Regions from separate parts of the Gossypium hirsutum genome. Here region 1 is linked to region 2. Evidence: chromatin contacts called from public Hi-C data. All regions are on one chromosome and are shown on one strand. Each heading gives the region's core, a stretch centred on a gene start, on an enhancer-like site or on the middle of the called end of the contact. The rest is flanking DNA. Distances are from core to core; before and after follow the strand shown.

Evidence for each region. Hi-C and Micro-C count contacts between places; a contact is called where the count stands out from the background.
Region 1: a contact with region 2 is called in a Hi-C map of leaf, with 4 times the contacts expected there. The contact joins the promoter of LOC107958514 here to the promoter of LOC107896896 in region 2. A contact is called at or near these places in 8 of 34 Hi-C or Micro-C datasets (callus, hypocotyl and leaf).

The regions. Positions count from the first base shown.
Region 1 is chrA11:28,805,060-28,809,758 of Gossypium_hirsutum_v2.1, reverse strand. LOC107958514 (BEL1-like homeodomain protein 4) reads right to left here and starts at 2,979. Exons shown (of 6, transcript XM_041081778.1): 1 at 2,863-2,979; 2 at 2,501-2,752; 3 at 740-2,204. The coding sequence starts at 2,125.
Region 2 is chrA11:28,466,082-28,470,336 of Gossypium_hirsutum_v2.1, reverse strand. LOC107896896 (probable galacturonosyltransferase-like 1) reads right to left here and starts at 1,389. Exons shown (of 1, transcript XM_041081775.1): 1 at 1-1,389. The coding sequence starts at 1,190. The coding sequence ends at 135.

The DNA.
Region 1 (4,699 bases), core at 1,730-4,229, 340 kb before region 2:
GTGCCTTAATCAAAGCTTGGTACAGTCAAATAATTTTAATGGCAAGTGTGAACTGGGAACTAAGGATACCCTTTTGTGTGTTTGTTTTCCCTTCTTTTCCTATACTCAATTGACTGGCCGGGGAGCGCAAACAAGAACAAAAATTACAGTATGGAAAAAGAGTGGAAAATGAAAGCATAACGCCTTTCCCAGAGTCAACCAGGTTATTATATATATATGGTTTTCCCTGAAATATTGCTATGATGGGTATGGATCTCTCGGGTAGCAGTGGCTTCAACGATTTTGATACGTAATATGGTGGGCTAATGGTCACCTTCCAAATCAGAAGGGACGTCGCTTCACGATTGAGTGCATACCCTTAATAGTAATCTCTCATGTCTTCCACCAAACCAGGTTGAGTACTTAAACACACCCACCAATCCAATGAGTATGACACGAAATTATGAAAATATTTAAAAAAAAAAGACAAAGTGAAAAGGATAATCAAACTCTACCAACTAGATCCTGTATAACCCTATTGCACCAGCCGGCTTTGCTCTATCTGGTTTTTTTTTTTGTTTAAAATATTCTTATTCGTTACTGTGCTGTGGTGCTGATGTTTGATTTGAAAATTAATGGAGGTATTCAAATAAATGATCGGAGGACAATTAAAAAAAAAAAAGATTGGGTCTTAGTCAGTTGAAGAAGAGAGTGGAACTATGAAAGAGAAAATAGGGGAATAGAGAAAGAGATTACATGCCTCATCAAGCATGGATAACAGTTTGACCTTCCTTCTTTGGTGTTCAATTCTATCAGCCGCTGATAAAGGAGGGAGATCCTTTGTTGATGAAGAAGAACCACCACCACCTGCACATCCGCTACTAACAGGATCAGAACTAGGGTTTGTGTTGTTTCTACCGAACTTATTCTTCTTGAACTGGCCTCTTCCAACACTGCAGAATTCTTCCAACAATTCTTGAGCTGCTTTAACGTACTTTGAATTTCTTAATACATTGACCATTCCTAATGAGGATCCGAACCCAACATGATGAACCTGTTGGTTTTGTCCCACTCCGCCTTGCAGATGCATTGTCTGATGATGACTGCCCAAATTCCTGTACTGATGAAACTGAGCAGCCGAACCCCCTCCTTGATTATAGTACAGTAAACCCCCGTCTCCCATCCTTAATTCTTCAGCTTTAGCAGCCTCCAAGTGTTGCAAAGAAGATGATAAAGATAGTGAAAGACCTTGGCCTTCCACAACACTTCCAATTTCATTTTGGCTGCTGAGTTGGGAATCAGTGTTGTTGCCTCCTTCATGAGCACTACCAGGAACCCAAGTAAATTGAGGTGGAGATAGAACAGTACTTGTTCCGAAACCCCCTCCAGGACCTGATACGTTAAACCCTTGAAGAGAAGTAGATGGATTTGGAAGCAACATGTGAAGAGTATTAGAAGAAGTTGCTGGAGGAGGTGGAGGAGGAGATGGTGATCGTTGCTGCGGATTCATCAAGAAAAGATGCATGGCAGCTGCTGAGTCGGCATTAATGCTTGGTAGCTGCTGCTGCTGCTGATGCTGTTGAGCTAAACTGTCACGGGTAATGTGACTCTTTGATTCACCTAACTGTCCCAAACCCCCAACAACACCTTGCCTGTTGCTATACCACTCGTTGGTATTACCTTGGACTGGCCGGTGTGCTCGATAATTCGGCTGTACATGCTGGTCTAGTAACTCGGCCGAGGCAGTGGCGGCAGCAGCGGCAGCAGCCGCACCCGAAGGGAAATTGAACATTTCGGATAACATACCTGCGGTTTCATAAACAGGGAGAGAAGTTGATTCTTCCTCTTCTATCCCTACTAATGGTGGAGGTGGCGGCTCAAAGCCTTCAACTCTTAGTTTATCTCTCCGGATCTGCTGTTCTAAGTGCTGTTGCTGCTGCTTTTGGTGTTCTTGGTGGCTTACGGCTGATCTCTCGAATCCATTCGAGAAGCTGAAGATGCCAGCTGCTTGATGGTAATCTTGGGACATAGAATTAGTAGAATTGTTGCTCTTGTGTTGAATTGGGATTTGATGGTGAATTTTTTTAGAGGGTTGAGATTCTTGAGAAAGAATTGATGCGACGAGTGGTGGCGTTGCTATTCCCATATCAGCATCTTCTTCTTCATCATCATATCCTTTTTCTTTATTTACCTCTCTCCCTCTATCAAATTCCTTCACCTTCTTGCTGTTTCAATTATGAATCGGTAACCCACATAGAGAAACAAATAACACCCATCATAAAAAAACAAATCACTCTTATCAGGGGAAAAAAAAAGAACAAAGAAAAAGGAAAGATAGGAACAGAGAGGATCAAATTCTCTCAGTTAAGTGAAGGAAAAAAAGAAAAAAAACTGGTGTAAGGGATGAAACAAGTCTATGTTGATTATGTTTTGGATGTTTTTGTAACCCTTTTGATCATTTTCAGCTATATATGAGAGAGAGAGAGAGAGAGAGAGTGTGTGTGTGTATATATAGGCAGACCTTGTTAGAGTTGCAGCAGCATATGAAAGGATATAAAGCTCTTATAGCTAGACATATCCCTTCCGTGTGTTATTATTGAAAGATTCTTCAATTCCCTCCCTCCTTTCTTTTCATTTCCTTTCATTTGCTTTCTCACTGTGTATGTGTGTAGTCCTCCGTCTGTCGTCTCTTTCTTTCTCTTTCTCTCCTTTTCCTTCCTTGCAGTAGTGACTAGATATTATTTTTCACCTCTTGAATATTCCCCTGGTGAAACTATATGAATATAAGGGGAGAAAAGAAAAGAAGTAAGAAAGGAATGAAAATGGAGGCTGATCTGAGAAAAACAGATAATTCACTTTCACAACAAAACATATAGAAATAACCTTAGCCTCCTCAAAGACACAGAGGTGAGAGAAAATAAGAAACAAAAGGGTGGTCGCTATTCTTTTCTCCTTCACCACTTTTCACGCTGCCAATATTTTTATACTAATTATTATTATTATTTCCTTTTTTTTTCTTTAAATTCACAATTAGGTTTAATGAATCATAATCAAGGACTTGAGTTTTAGTTTATTAGATATATTTTCAATTTACAAAAATAACCTTAACTACAAATTTTAGATTGCGGGTATAAATTTATTATTCAACCCGGAGAAAAATAAAATGTAAAAAACCGAATAATTTGGGTAGATGTAGAAATTAAAAATGAATAAGGTTGAAAAAAAAGTCTGACTATTACTATAATTTTAATTGACACGCAAGCTATGGAATAAAAGAAAGATAAGGTTAGTACAAAGTCATCTCAATCATCTAAACTACCACCATCCTGTATATGGTAAAATGACTAAACTGCCCCAGTTGATTATTTTATATTCATCAACAGCAATAGTTGGTAAGGGTAAAAATATCATTTCGGGAAGCCATATTTTTTTTATTATCCAACTTTCTTTTGTATGAAAATAATAATAATAATAATAATAATAATAATATCTGATATTATAAATAAAACAATATAATCAAATGTTTAGCGGTTAATTGAAACAAATTTATAGGTGGAAGGCGTATTGTTTAGTGAATGAAATTATTTTTATGGCATTAAAGATGTTTAATAAAAATAAGATAGAAGGGCACGTGCCGAAGGCTGGCGATGAAGACAAGTTAGGTTTTATATAGGGGTTGTAAGGTCTGAAAACCACACTTAACTGCTTTCTGGTTTGGCAATGTCAAGATGGACATGTTTCATTAATCTTTTTCTTATGTCTTTTATTTTTCTACTTATGTTTACATTTTTATTTAAAAATCATCAGCTCCATTAAATTTGTAATATGCCTTCGCTTTCCTTTTTCTCGTATTTAAGATTAACTGTTAATACAAAAATCTTTATATTTTTAATCAAATATATGTTTGGATAGAGATTAATATTAGAAAGGAAATACAACTGTTATTGATTAATTACCAAATTCAGTTTTATTCTTATATTTTATTTTAAAACTATATATTATATTCTTAGCGTTGAATATATATATATTTATTTATTTATTTTTTATAAATATTTTACTATATTCTTAAACAATACTTGTCAACCCTTAATCTTATTTGTGATGTATATATCAAATTATTTTAACACTTAAATTATATATAATAGGTACCCTAATTTAATGAACAATGTTCCCTCAAACTTTGTCTAGATATATAAGTACCAAGGGATTTTCCATCATCTGAAAATGCTATTTAACTAATTAGTGTTTCAGCTAAGATTTGACAATATACAAAGTAACTTAATTTATTAGTTTTCTTGGTCTACACGTGTGGGCTTTTTATATTTGCAATGATTACCCAAAGAGTGAAAAAAAGAGAAACAGAAGAGCTGGAGACAATAATTGTTTAACAATAATTAACCTTTTATAGTTTCTAAAAATGTATACCTTTATTTTTAATTATTGTTATTTATCAATGATAATGATAAATTTTAAATTATATAAGAAAATATAATGTTAATTTTTTTAAAAAATTAAAATTAAAATAAAACAATCTGCATCAATTATAATAGTATTTCATGATAAATAGGAAATAAATTTAAACTAAATTAATAAACATATTTAATAAAAGTGATTGAAAAATAATTGGTGACACTTGATTTTCTTTTCAAAGCAAACTCACATATAATTCTAACACATTAATGCTAAAATATTCATTTTTTAGCAATATTTTTTTTAGATA
Region 2 (4,255 bases), core at 140-2,639:
TGCAAGAGAGAAACATCTTAATTTTACACTCAAATCTATGTTGTGTGTATGTTCTATGGCCTCATCCAACTAAAAATCTCAGGCCTAGATATGAAAACATAATCATATATAAAAATAATTAAGATACCAAAATTTTAGGACTCCAAGGCAAATGGTGTTTGCAGCAGATCATACGGAGCCCATAAAGCATCCAAAGGACAAGGTCTGTTTGCATCTAATCTCACCCATGGCTTCCCTTTCCCACTCCAATGCAGTAAGCTAACTGGACCAGGATGCAAATTTCTACACAATCCTCTATAGTTATCTCCTCCGAGGCCATGTTGGTTCCACCGGTGATCAACAGGAGCTATATTCCCTGCAAAGACAAGCAAAAACGGTGGCAAGGACCCTAACTCATAGATCCTTATTCTCTTTTGAAGCTCCATCCATTCTATAATCTTGGTAGTGTAATCTCCTTGTCGCCATCTTTGCAAATCTATCACCATTACCCCAGTGTTGAAATAACAGGCTTTGCGTCCGGCAAATGTTAGAGATAACGTTGGGTTTGACCAGAAGGTTGGGGTGAAGTAGGAAGTGAAGTTGGCGTTGCAATACTCCGGTGCAGCTAAAACCGAGCGGTCTCCGAGCGGCGTCGCGGCGAGTTTAGCAATGTCGTCGACGAGGACGAGGTCGGAGTCTAAGTAAACGACTCGGCTGAGACACGGTGGGAGGAGGTTGGCGAGGTAGTTGCGGGCATAGTTGAGAGGGCAGTCAAGCGCTGAGCGGATGGAGGTGGAAATGAGTCCTGACACCTTGGAGGAGTCGTATGGGTAGATTTGGAACTTGAGGGAAGGGAAAGAGCGGGAGATTGTGAGGCGGAGGTGGTGGTGGTTGGCGGTGGCGGAGGGGATGAAGTGGAAGCGGATGTTTTGAGGGCAAGAAGAGTGCTGGAGGGCGGAGAGAATGGCAGCCATTGACCCACGTAAGTAGGCAGCGTCTAGGGTCATTGCAACATGGACAGCTTGGTGGGAGCACATTTCATTGGTGTCCAAGGAAGGGCAAGCGGGAGAGTTGTAAAACTGTGGAGCTTCTTTGAATCTTTGATAATTAGTGGTAGTGGCGGAGGCAGGGGCAGAATTGGTGGCAGTGATGAGGAGGAAGAGGAGGAGAAGAAGGTGGTGTCGGTGGAGGTGATCATGTGGTTTAGGCATTTTGTTGGAGGGAATCCAAGAGGATATTGGAAATTAAGAAAGGGCTATAAAGTGTTTAGACTACGTTTATTAACCTTTTAAGAGTGGGGGCGGGGACGGATCCTTGGTTCCCACGGTGCCAAAAAAGGGGTGATGCAGCCACCCAAAGTAAAGGTTTTTGAAACAATTCAAACTCTCAAGTCTTCGGCTTCACATTTGCTTGTTGCAAAATTTTTTCCCTTTTTATAAAGAAAAAGATCGCATATTGAAAATGAAGCAACATATATTTAAATTTTAAATCTTAAAAATAATCATATGAATCTATTAAATTAATTAAAACCATATATTTACCTTCTTCTTTAATGCTCCTTGTATTGATTGACATAATTACAAAAATTGCAGTCAAGTCAGTTGGTGATTTATATGGTAGTAGGGTTTAATGAGTACAAATATGGTAGCAAATCAAGTCATTACGATATAGTTTCCGTTTTATGGTAAAATATGGAATGTCTTTCATTCAAGATTTCCTAATTAAACATGGTAAGGTTGGGAAAGAAAATACGTTAAAACTAGCTTTTTTACTGTATCTAGAACCCATAATGTCAACATTCTTTCTCCAATTTTCTTGGTTTTCATTCCTTTTCACCATATAAAAAAAAATAGACAAAAAGGGCAGATTGTAGTTAACTTGAATTTACAACGACGTATTATCAACGATCTAGTTGAGCCATCCGCGTCTAGAGAAAGCCCTAGCACAAGAGTTTTTGCCTTCAATCTAAGGATTTGCATGTTCAGCGTAACAAAAAAACAAAATATTAAAAAAAAAATAGTATTATTTTATTCTTTTGGTCTCTAATTTGATCCACATATTCCGTGAAAAATTAAATGCAGAAGCTTACCGGTGTCCTAAAGTTATTATCAAGGCAACGTCGTCCAGTCCAGGTGGCTGCAATATGTGGGTCCATAGAGTGCCACCTAAGCAAGTCATAGGTAATTATTAAAGACAAAACGGAAGTTCACTTTTGTTAGGAGATAGGGACATAGAAACCAAGAAATTGGTGGGAAATGCTTCTCTTAACTAAACATTTTGCCTTCCCTCTCACTCTCGCCTTATCTAACTTCTTCTTGTGTTCTGTCACGAGTATGTGACCTAACATGGGCTCCGACTTCCCATAATTACTAAAACCGTCCACTTCTATTTTATTCTTTTTTGAAAATTACATGCCCATATTCACCATGTTCCATAATAATATCTCCCTTTTTCCTGTATCATATAATATAATGTTATGAAAGCCATCGTTTGTCATATTCGCAAGAATCCAATAAGCCTTTCCAAGTGTTGATTATTATTTCATACATCTTTGATATTTTAAAGTATTATTGCAATTTAGAGAAAAAATGAGTTACACAAAACTTGTAACTTGATTTTCTTGGCCAACATAAAGCTTCTTACCTAATTGGCCTTAATTTATATTATATGCTTACAAGATTAATATGAAAAGGTAGGTAACACAATATATGGGCTAGCTACTTTCGAATTCCATTGTACTCAAATGAGTTAGTTGCCGTTAGTTATTAACACAAAGGATGTGAGTGGGACATGCATGGTTCCCTCTTTCATTAATAGAGTTTACACGAAGCAATTAATAAATTAATAAATAAATAAATAAACCGAAGGCAAAGCTTTGCATGTGCTACACATGACAAACCCCCTATTTCTCTCCACACGATGACCCCAGCCTTCTTAATTAAACACCCCTCTTCTTTATTCTTTGATTAGAACCCCTTCGAATTTCTTCTCTGGATCTTTGATATAAAAAGGAAAAAAAAAAAGTTGAACCTCATGCAATCATGCTACCCTTTTCAACCGACACTGACAACCTTCTGCTGTCGGCACTGCCATCTCTCACCCCTTTATTTTGAAAATTAAGTTTCGAATCTTACTTTTTTTTCTTTAAAATAAATAAAGAAATTACGACTGAATCGTTGAATATGGAATCAAACGTTTCGACCTAAGCCACACGGTTTACCCCCAGAATGTGAAGATGATAGTTGAAAAAGAAAAAAAAGGAGTAAAAGGGGTCAGCTTCAAGCGGCAATCCCCATAGTTTCACTCACTCTCAGCTCTCAAACTGAGATTTGTCTTCGTAAAGTGAGGTTTCGTATAATATTTTCATATATTTTACCGGCACATAATTTGTATTTAAATAATATTAACGAGTGCCAATACGCAGGTTTCTATCTACAAAGTTCAAGCCCTACATTTTTAAATACTTTTTTCAACCTTTTTGTTTTCTCTATTTTGACTTTTCTAGCTAGTTAATATCATAAACTTCAGTATTTTTGTCTCATTTGATTATATTTTTAAATTTTAACTACTTGAGATCATGTTAAATATTCTCCTTTCATAGGTGGAACTTCAACCGTCCCTCCCCCCTCTCTATATAGACACAATCATAAATAAAATAAAATAAAAATAAATTACATATATAATCATTCAACTATAAAAAAAATTTTATTTTAAATACTCAAAAAAAAATTACAATTTAAGTATTCACGTTACATAGTTTGATCATTTTGATCACTCCTGTTAAAATCACAAACGTCAAGTTAATATGATAGTTAAAAAATTAGTACAATAACACATTTAACCCTTAACATTTACATATTATATCAATTTAGTCATAATTTTTTAAAAAATAACGTTCAAAATTTAAAATTAGTCTCAAATTAATTTTATATCTAAAAAATTCAAAAAATATTATATTTATATATATAAATATTTTTTAAAAATATAAAAAAATACATAAAAATTCTAAACTTGAGCTAATCGGCCTCTAGGAATCTAACCCATCTTTCTTGCTTTACTTCTTTAAGTTGTTAACACTGCAATTTGGGTTGAATTATCCAAAAGATAGTAAATGGAGAGATGCTGGTGGGGAGGGAGGGGGAGAGGGACCGCGGTGGGGGTGGAAGGAATGAGGATGTGGACGGCGGTGAGGGATTTTTATTTTATTTAATATTAATATAATTATATTTATTTAATATGAATTTAAATATTAATATAAAATTTAAAATTTAAAATT